3 separate regions of the Mus musculus genome follow, and all the other regions are linked to region 3. A link is a contact called in public Hi-C and HiChIP or PLAC-seq data. All regions are on one chromosome and are shown on one strand. Each heading gives the region's core, a stretch centred on a gene start, on an enhancer-like site or on the middle of the called end of the contact. The rest is flanking DNA. Distances are from core to core; before and after follow the strand shown. Region 1 has its middle 19 kb from the start of Gm31603. Region 2 has its middle 47 kb from the start of Gm31603. Region 3 overlaps Gm51605 (a long non-coding RNA gene).

What was found. Hi-C and Micro-C count contacts between places; a contact is called where the count stands out from the background. HiChIP or PLAC-seq counts read pairs in DNA pulled down with a chosen protein or histone mark.
Region 1: an HNF4G HiChIP or PLAC-seq map of pancreatic cancer cells shows a contact between it and region 3. The contact joins two enhancer-like sites. A contact is called at or near these places in 7 of 39 promoter capture datasets (3T3-L1-derived adipocytes, the C10 cell line, cranial neural crest and 4 more), 2 of 15 datasets of contacts at CTCF or cohesin (the NIH/3T3 cell line and large pre-B cells), 6 of 484 Hi-C or Micro-C datasets (the 3T3-L1 cell line, the HL-1 cell line, Sertoli cells and 3 more), 11 of 115 datasets of contacts at active chromatin or transcription factors (T-cell acute lymphoblastic leukemia, differentiating embryonic stem cells, embryonic forebrain and 7 more) and 1 of 9 other capture datasets (embryonic stem cells).
Region 2: a contact with region 3 is called in a Hi-C map of bone marrow-derived macrophages, with 2.4 times the contacts expected there. The contact joins two enhancer-like sites. A contact is called at or near these places in 8 of 39 promoter capture datasets (3T3-L1-derived adipocytes, the C10 cell line, HPC-7-derived erythroid cells and 5 more), 6 of 15 datasets of contacts at CTCF or cohesin (the NIH/3T3 cell line, embryonic stem cells, large pre-B cells and 2 more), 65 of 484 Hi-C or Micro-C datasets (the 63-12 cell line, the AtT-20 cell line, B cells and 36 more), 18 of 115 datasets of contacts at active chromatin or transcription factors (the HPC-7 cell line, bone marrow-derived dendritic cells, differentiating embryonic stem cells and 13 more) and 2 of 9 other capture datasets (embryonic stem cells and macrophages).

What each region holds. Positions count from the first base shown.
Region 1 is chr8:126,709,613-126,712,844 of GRCm38.p6, reverse strand. No RefSeq gene overlaps it. Among named protein-coding and RNA genes, the nearest start is that of Gm31603, 19 kb to the left of the region's middle. Within about 2 kb of position 1,919, at least 18 of the 459 cell types and tissues checked have an H3K27ac peak or open chromatin away from gene starts, as enhancers often do. A contact at or near this core is called in pancreatic cancer cells, where this site is marked.
Region 2 is chr8:126,681,533-126,684,493 of GRCm38.p6, reverse strand. No RefSeq gene overlaps it. Among named protein-coding and RNA genes, the nearest start is that of Gm31603, 47 kb to the left of the region's middle. Within about 2 kb of position 1,518, at least 56 of the 459 cell types and tissues checked have an H3K27ac peak or open chromatin away from gene starts, as enhancers often do. A contact at or near this core is called in 3T3-L1-derived adipocytes, the 63-12 cell line, the BV-2 cell line and 8 more, where this site is marked.
Region 3 is chr8:126,496,010-126,499,218 of GRCm38.p6, reverse strand. It overlaps Gm51605 (a long non-coding RNA gene), which reads left to right. Exons shown (of 2, transcript XR_003947621.1): 1 at 1-1,931. Among named protein-coding and RNA genes, the nearest start is that of Gm51605, 3.1 kb to the left of the region's middle. Within about 2 kb of position 1,453, at least 354 of the 459 cell types and tissues checked have an H3K27ac peak or open chromatin away from gene starts, as enhancers often do. A contact at or near this core is called in 3T3-L1-derived adipocytes, the 63-12 cell line, the BV-2 cell line and 9 more, where this site is marked.

The DNA of each region.
Region 1 (3,232 bases), core at 670-3,169, 210 kb before region 3:
TCAGTGAATGTTAAGGCACAGGTAGCCGAGACTCCCCTGTGCTGTCATCGGCTTCTGAAGGCACGGCTCCTGGGTTTCTCCTGCTCTGGCAGTTTTGTTGTTGTCATTGTTGTTTTGTTTGTTTGTTTTTTGGTTTTGTTTTGTTTGTTTGTTTGTTTTGATGCCTTTAGAAAAGTCTTGGTCCTGGGAAGGGGAGATGTCTTAGTTCCTAAAGTGCTTGTAGTATAAGCAATGAAGACCCTACTTCAGATTCTCATGCTGGTGCATTAGTCTATTCTCAATGATGGGGTGGAGGAGGCAGGCAGATCCTTAGGGCTCAAGGACCAAGCAGCCTAACTGCATTGGTGAGGTACAGGCCAGTAGGAGCCATGGTCTCAAGAGCAAGAAGACAACCATGGGCGTATGTGCATTTCTGTGTGTGCATGCACACACACATGCACATACGTGCACACACACATACAATGCACACACATATATGCACACACACATACACATGCACACACATACGTGCACACATGCACACACATGCATATGCATGCACTGCCATCCTCAGTGACTACAGGTTCTCCGGTCCCCCATTTCTTGTTCTTTTTCTCTTCTGAGGAGTACTCTTAAGGTTTGCTCAAAGGGGTCTATCCTTCCATCATTGCAAATGCTGTGCCTGGCCATATCTCACTTTTTGCTTTGGCTGCTGGGAAGCCCAAGCCATCCAGGTAAATTTAATGTTCAACTCAACACTTACATGAGTTGGTGGGCTGGCTAATTTTATGTCAGCTTGACACACAAGCTGGAGTCACTGGAGAGGAGGAAACCTCAACTGAGAAAATGCCTCCGTAAGATTTGGCTGTAGGCAAACCTATAAGGCATTTTCTTAACTAGTGATTGATGGGGAGGGACCACATTGTGGGTGGAGAGCCAACCCTGGGCTGGTGGTCCTGTCTCTAAAAGAAAGCAGGCTGAGCAAGCCATTTTGGGTAAGCCAGTAAGCAGCATCCCTCGACAACCTCTGCATCAGTTCCTGCCTCCAGGTCCGTACTTCCATGATGAACAGTGATGTGGAAGTGTAAGCCAAATGAACCCTTCCCTTCCCAGGCTGTTTTGGTCATGGTTTTTCAGCACAGCAATAGTGACCCTGAGTAGAACAATCAGTGTGTAGAGCCCGGCAGTAACACCACACTGCAGACCAGCTTCTGTGTCTTCTTTCTCTCTTTCCAAGCTTTAGATCTGCTTTGCTTTTTAACATATTTTATCTTGTTATTGTCTGTCTCTCTGTGTCTATGTTACTTAAGGTCCGCCCATTAGTACAGCACTTAGGGTTGAGTGTGTGTGGTTGTCTGTGTGTGGTTGTCTGTGTGGTTGCCTGTGTGTGGTTACGTGTGGTTGTATGTCTGTGGTTGTGTGTGTGTAGTTCTCTGTGTGTGTGGTTGTCTGTGTGATTGTGTGTATGTGTGGTTTTGTGTGTGTGGTTGTGTGTATGCTGATAGAGGACAGAGGTCATTCTATCCAGATGCACGTTGTTTTTGAGATGAGGTCTGTCATTGGCCTGGAACTTACTGATCCTCCTGTCTCCATTTTCCCAGCCATAGGTTTACAGATGTGTACTGCCACAACAGGGTGTTGGTAAAACTTCATGCTTACAGTTCAGGCACTTTGATGACTGAGCCATCAGCCAAGCCCCACTGTCATGTTGTGCTCTTAAAGTCTCACTGGAGAAGAGGTAAGACTTCAAGTCTCAATTCTGTTCCCTGCAAGTCTTTAGGAAACCCTCCCCAGGGAGAGGCAGGGCATTCTGGGGACATTTAGATGGAGCGTGCCATCAAAATGCCCAGAACAACCTGGAGAGGGTGCAGCCTGGGAAAGGTCAGCCTGCATGGGCTGAGGGACCAGAGTCAGATTCTTACTGAAGGCCAGCAGCATCTGTCCCAAGGAAACCAATGAGGTTTGGATTGACTCACACTCTGATTTCACTGTAAAGAGTAGACAATGAATAAGAGATGACTCAGCTGCAGGTAAGGGGGCAGCCACGTTTACTCTGTAGAACGCATGGGGTCCCAGGACTCAGGAGGGACAGTCATACTTCCTCTGTAGAATGCACAGGGACCCGGGCTCAGGAGGCAGGTCTGGGCCTAGCACTACAGGTATTGGGAAGTCCCACACTAAACTTTCTGAGTTCCTACTAGGTGCCAAGAGTAGTGCTAGGTATGAGGTTATTGTAAAATCTCTGGCCAGTTATTAGAAAGTTATCATTTTTGCTTATTAATATGCAAAAATGAGCACAAATATCCACTGATGTTTATTTATATAAGTTTTCTCACTACAGTGAGAGAGTCTCTGCTTGGGCCCCCTGAGCTGCGGCTGGAACCCTGGCCTAGGGCTCTCCTCCTGATCCCAGGTCTTAGGGACCACACAGTGTGGGCCTGCAAGCTGGAAGCCCTGGGATTACTTCTCTTAGTCTTAGCCAGACCTCCAGAGCACCCTTGGAGCAAGCTGCAGGCCCTGCCAAGACCTTGGCTGGGTCTCCTTAGCATGACAAGCTTGCATCAAAGCTTTTATCTCATTTGCCTTGTGAAATCCCTCCAGGTGGGATCATACCATAGCAGGTATGAGGAGGGGGTCTCGGGGGAGCCTGTCCCTCATGCTGGTTATGGCTGGGGTAAAAGAAGGCCTGGGCCTGTGACTTAGAATTCTCTGGATACCATAAGCTGAGAGATTTTTTACACGGAGACAGGCAGGAGTGGTCCACTGGTGGATTTCCACTGGAGAGAGGGAAGGGATGGTCCCAAGCATTACTTATACCGTGGCTTCTGGCAGTCTGATAGAGAGCAGAGGCTTCCAGAAAATGTAGGTAAGGAGGCTTCTGCTCCCTTGGAAGGGGTCTATTGTGTTGATTGCTGGGAAACATGATCAATCGACTTATATTTTATTGCTATGTGCACGTATCTGGTGTGTGCATGTATGTACGTGTGTCCATGTTTATGTGGTGTGTGTATGAATGTGTGTGCATGTGTACATGTCTGTACATGTGTGTGTAAGCAATGTGTGTATTGCAAATGCATGTGCATGTGTGCATGTAAGTGGTGTGTGTGTATGTTCATGTTTGAGTGATATGTATGACCATGTTTGTGTGGCGATGTATGTGTGTCCATGTCTATGTGGTGGGTGTGCGTGTATGTGAGTTCATGTTTGTTTGGTATATGGATGCACATGTGTGTGTGTGTGTCCATGTTTGTAT
Region 2 (2,961 bases), core at 269-2,768, 190 kb before region 3:
TAGATGCACTCTTCCTCTGGCCTGGATCTCTCCGAGTAGCCTAGGCTAGCTGGCCAGTGCCCAGGGATCATCCTGTACCTGTCTTCCCTAGGGCTCGGATCCCAAGCACACCACCATGCCTGCATTATTATTATTATTGTTAAATATGGGTTCTTGCAGTGAGTCTCCAATCTTCACAAGTGTGAGACTCACTGTGCTTTACTAACTGAACTGTCTCCCCGGTGTCAGACACGATTTTTCAATCACTCGAAACATCCCCATCCCCCAATCTCCCAGTGGCCTGGCTGAGGGGCCTCTGAGTCATGAAGAGCTGCCAGAGAGGAAGATGTGTTGTGACGGATTCAAGGAGAAGTCTTCAGAGCCCTTTGAGTCAGAGTGAGTCACTGCTTTTGAGCCAACTGACACAAGCTGCCAACTGCAGGATTAATGGTGATGGGTAAGCTACTGAAGCTCCTAGAACCCCTCCCTCACCCACACATGCCATTTCATGAGGACATAATGAAAGGATGTGTCAGCTTAGGATTCCTTTAGGTTTGTCTGATAGGTCTCCTCTCCTCTCCATTCATCTCACCCAGTCTTCCTAACATGTACATATCTAAATATGTACATGTGTGATATATGCATATATTTGCATGTATACATATCTACTCATTCTTACATGAATGTACAAGAAAGCAAGACTTGGAAGTGGATGGTATCATTAGTACCATTCTACTGAAAAGAGGAAGTGAGTTGCCAGCAGATCAGGGGCCACAGCTCTGTCCCAGAAAGCCAACCAGGTTAGGCATAACAAAGAGACTGGCTTGGTTCCTTCAAGGACTGAGGATAAACTTTGCATAGTGGATGAGATTTCAATAGAGATTTGTCCATGCAGTTTAGACTAAGAAAAACCGTGATAAGAAAAACCCATATGCTCGTAAGAATCTCATATGGATGGCCCCCAGTGCTGTGGGTGCCACCTCCCTAATAATGCCTATTGCTGCAGCTATAACCCTGGCTAGTTGCCATCAATCAAACCCAGGAAGCAAGGCGTGGACCTCCATCTGCATGACACTTGTGTGCAACACATGTACAGCCACATGGTACCGGGACAGACAGTTGGGGAAGCACTTCTGCCTCCCTGTACCAGTTGCATGGGATGGGGAGGCTCCAACAGTTGGCTTGGCTCCACCGTTGATCTTATTGGTTAATTCCCTCCAGTTCCATCATTTATTCCAGGAACCCTCTGTCCCATTGTCTTGGCAGAAATAATCTATGAAAGGACTCAGAAGGGGAACTAAACATTTTAGTGGGAAAGATTGGAAAATTAACGAGAGGCTGGCTCTGTTCCTTCAAGGACTGAGGATGAACCCAGCACATATGGATAAGATTTCAGGAGGGATTTGTCCATGGCATTTAGACTAAGAAAAACTCTGGAAATGCCACATGCTCATAAGATTCTCATCAGGGCGGCCAAGCAGGCAGATGGACAACATCTGAGGGGCAAGAGGACGAAATAAGATGCTCTCTAAACACGTGAGTGGTAGCAGCTGTCAAGCGTGGGCTCATTCACATGTCTTAAGCCCCAGGTAGGGAGGAGAGAGGCAGAGACAAGATGGCCTCCTGGAGACAGCCTCATTCAATCTGGGAATCAGAACACCTGGTCCAAGCCGCAGACTTCAGCTCTTCTACATGCCAGGACCTCATTTTATATTCTGTAATCACAATTTGTGTGCATACAGGTGGAGGCCAGAAGACAGCCTTAGACATACCATCCACCTTAATTTCTTATTTTTTGAGATGGGATCTCTTATGACCTGGAACTCACTAAGCTAGCAGGGCCGATCAGTGAGTCCCAGGGATTCTGTCTCTACCCTCCCCAGTACTGGCTTACAAGAACCCCACCATTCCGAGCTTTTTTTAAGTGTGTCAGGTTGGTGATTTGCCAGGCAGACAACAAGCTCTCTCCCCAGCTCCCTGTGCTGTATGCGTAGCTTGGTTTTGTTCTTTGCTGTTGTCTTTCTTTCCTTGTTTCTCAACAAAACCAAACATACTTGCTCTCCTAGCGTCACAAAGCAGAAAGGGTTCCAAGAGGAAATTGTTTCACAACAAGGGAGTCCTGGGAAGAATTAAAGACTGAGAAACCCTTGTAATGAGATTAAGGGGGAAATGCCTTGATGCGTCCACTCAGAACGGCCTCCTACTGCTGAGAAGGCAGCACAAACACTAGCATTGTCACAGGAAGGAAAAGGTTAACAAGCTACAAAAACAAAATTCAAGATATTTTCAAAGCATGACCCTTGGCAGAATAAGCATAGAGTGCAGTCTGCCTGGGTACAGCGCAACATTTCCACTGGGCAGATGCAAGAAAGCTCAGAGAAGTTCCCTGGCCTCTTCTTAGGAGTGAGCTAGGAAGGTCTGGGGAGATGCACTGTTGGTAAAGAGCCTGCATTTAAGCATGAAGTCCTCAGCTTACCCCCCAGGACCCATGTGTCTTGGCTAGACTTACACTGATTTAACACAAACTATTGTCATCTAAGAGGAGGGAACCTCCATGGAGAAAATGCCTCTATAAGATCTAGCTGTAAGGCATTTTCTTAACTAGTGATCAGTGGGGGAGGGCCCAGACCACTGTGGATGGCGCTGTCTCTGGGCTAGTGGTCCTGGGTTCTATAAGAAAGCAGGCTGAGCAAGCGATGTGGAAAAAGGCAGTAAGTAGCACCCCTCCATGGCCTCTGCATCAGTTCCTGCCTACAGGTTCCTGTCCTGCTTGAGTTCCTGCCCTAACCTCCTTCAATGATGAACAGTGATATGGAAGTATAAGCTGAATAAATAAACTCCTTTCTCCTCAACTTGCTTTTTGGTCATAGTGTTTCATCACAGCAGTAAAAGCCCTAAGACAACAGGATTATCTTAATGGGTGAGTTACAGACCAATGAGAGACCTTATCTCAAAACCACAACGTAGATGGACTGAGAGGTA
Region 3 (3,209 bases), core at 204-2,703:
TGTCTGCCTTTGGATGAAGACTTAGAACTCTCAGCTCCTCCTGCAACATGCTTGCATGAATGCTGCCAATGCTTCTTGCCTTGATGATAATGGGCTAAACCTCTGAACCTGTAAGCCAGCCCCAATGAAACGCTGTCCTTACAAGAGTTGCCTTGGTCATGGTGTCTGTTCACAGCAGTAAAACCCTAACTAAGACAAGGACTCAGGTAGATAGATCCCTTGGCCTCACTGGCCAGTCAGTCTAGTCTGCTTGGTGAGGTCAGATCAAAGAGTCTCAAAAAAATAATACAGATAGTATGAAGAAAGGACACCTGGGATTGCCTTCTGGCCTTTCACACACATGTATACACATACAAGCAACACATACACACAGGCACCCATAGGCATATGTGCACACATACACTCACACAAAAGGTTCAAAGCCAACTGCCAAGCATTGCCCCGAGTATGGAGCATGAAACTGCTTATATAACATATGGGAGAGAGAGAGAGCCTGGTGCGGGGCAGGTGCCAAGGTAAATATCCGATCCAGCTGCTCTCTATCCACTCCAGTTTCTGATGGGTCAAAAGCACAGCCGGTAATAAACACAATGTTGCCTCTGTCTTCGCTTCCTTTCACTCCTGGGGTCCTGCTTCAGACAGAAGGAAGCAACAGCAAATATCAGAGAACCCTATTGAAAGTGTCACTCATCCATTGAAACGTCCTTTCTATTCAAGAATGTGATGATTAATTATTCATTGCTTTTGGAGTTGAAAGCAAGGACAGGGCTCTCTGCCTAAAAGCCAGAGCTTGACAACAGTAGATTTTCAACGGCCAGATTTTGGTCATGGACTGGTTCCTATGGGATGGACCCCAAGTCTCAGATGTGCAGGGCCGAGAGGCATGCAAACTTCAAATGGAGCGATTGCTCCGTGCCCTCCGTGCCTGCGATGGATCTCTGGGAGTTAATTCCCTGCATGGGTGGCCCGAGTCCTTTGGCCTCCAGCCCCATGGCTCATTCCGCCACTCTGGGCAAGCAGTAACCGCCCACCCCAGTGCAAGTCTTTCTTTCACGGCTCATGGCATGAACAACTCATTAATTCTCCAGGGCCGAGGTTGGGGATTACGTCAGTCTTACACCCCACTGTAAGTGGTCTAAATGCCAGGGTAGCCGTGTTTGCAGGGCTGCATTCGTGCCAGGGGTGCAGATCTATCAATACATAGTTCTGAAATATGCTTCTCTTCCATCGGGTGTGCTTCTCCTGGGCAGCAGATTTCAAAATGGAAGCTCAGTGCCTAGCCAGAACGCAGGCTCGGGAGCGCCTGGAGGACTCTTCGGGCCTCTTCAGGGTAGGTGAGATCTTGCTTGCTATGTCCCCAGGAGGAACAGGAGGCAGAGCTAAGCCAGGCGGTGTGGAGTTTCACACATGTCCCCAAAGACGAGCTTCCTGTGGTGTAGACACGGGACTGCTGCGGGAGGAGGGGGAGTGTCGGGCAAAGGAGGCACAGTGACACATTTCCTGAGGCCCTGGGCTGTGAGCCTGCACAGCGGGGACAGAGTGCCATCTGGTGGTCACTGGCTAGCATTGCAGGTACCATCCGGGCCTTTTTCTCATTAATGGAGAACTCAGAGGGAACTCATTTGGGCTTTTTAAAGATCTGTTTCAAAACACCAACGGAAGACAAGGAGGTCAGATGTGCCCGCTCCTACTCATCATTATACCTCCGGATACTCACTGCCTCACATCCTTCTTGAACCAGACAACGACTTCAATGGCTTCAAGGCCAGTTTTGTTTAGTTTTTAGAGACAGGGTCTCAAACTTGCTATGTGTTCAAGAAAGACCTTGAGGTTTTGGTTCTCCTGTTTCCACCTCCTGAGTGCTTGAATTATAGAGGCACATCATCACACCATCGTGCTGGGGATCAAACCCAGGACTTCACGGCTGATAGGTAAGCATTCCAGCAACTCAGCTGCACCCCAGCCCCAGGGCCAGCACTTGACACGAGCTTACAGCTCTGAGAAGTCTGCCTTGCCTTACACCCTCCCAGACCATGTTCTCCCTGTCACGACTCCACTAACACTTGAGCACAGGAGTCCCTGTCTCACCCCTGCCTGAAACATATGTACATTCTTCTCTAGTCTGCTGAACCCCACACTTTTCAAACTCCACCTGTGGACATGTTGACACCCTCAGAACACCAGCCTCATGGGTGTTCATGCTGATAGACCAGATCACAGACCATATCAAGAGCCTCTGATACCTGGAGGAGGCCTGACATGTGACCAAGTAGCTGTGAAGATGGCTCTGGCTTCGGTAGTCGTGTCCCACACGATGAGTGATTCAGTTAACATTTTCTTTGTTCTGGGGCTAGAAGTCTGAGGTTAAGGCCTTCTTAGAGTTGGTGTCTTTGGAGGCCTCCCAAGGGCACGGTACAACCGTTATCTCTCCGTGTCCTCAGTGGTCTTTACTCTATGACTGCCTGTACCCTAATCTACTTCTTATAAGGACATCAATCATGTTGAAATAGGACGTATCCTCCTGACTGCTTTTTATCTTAGTCATCTCTTTGAAGGCCTTGTCCCCAAATGCATCCATCTTCTGAGGAAATGATCTTCTGGGGATTAAGACTTGAGCATTGTGTTGCCTCTGCCCCTGGTTACCCAGTAGACTCGATGGGGGGATCCTATTGCTGAAGACATCACACACATAGGCTACTGGAAATAGAGAAATCAAGTTAGTAGGGACCAGGAAGCTTCAACCCTGTGGCCAGCTCTCAGTACTGAAAGGCAGTCAGGGCTAACATGTCACCAATTATCTTTTCAAGCTGAGAGCCCTGTGAATAGCAGTAATTGTTATGCTATTGTTTCCAGTTGGACTTGGGGCCAACTCCACAGGAGGAGACAGATGTCTGGTACCACAAATCTGTCCATGTGCTGTGGTCAGGGAGCCCCAAAGATCCCAGAGAGAACATACTGCTTATTATTATACTAAATAATCAAATTGCCCTTTAAGATTTATTTACTTACTTTGTATGTGTACATCGTCGCTGTCTTTAGACACACCAGAAGAGGGCATCGGATCCCATTACAGATGGTTGTGAACCACCATGCAGTTGGTGGGAATTGAACTCAGGACTTTCAGAAGGGTAGTGGGTGCTCTTAACCGCTGAGCCATCTCCCCAGCCCTCAAATTGCCCTTTAAATTTATAACTGTATACCATGGATTG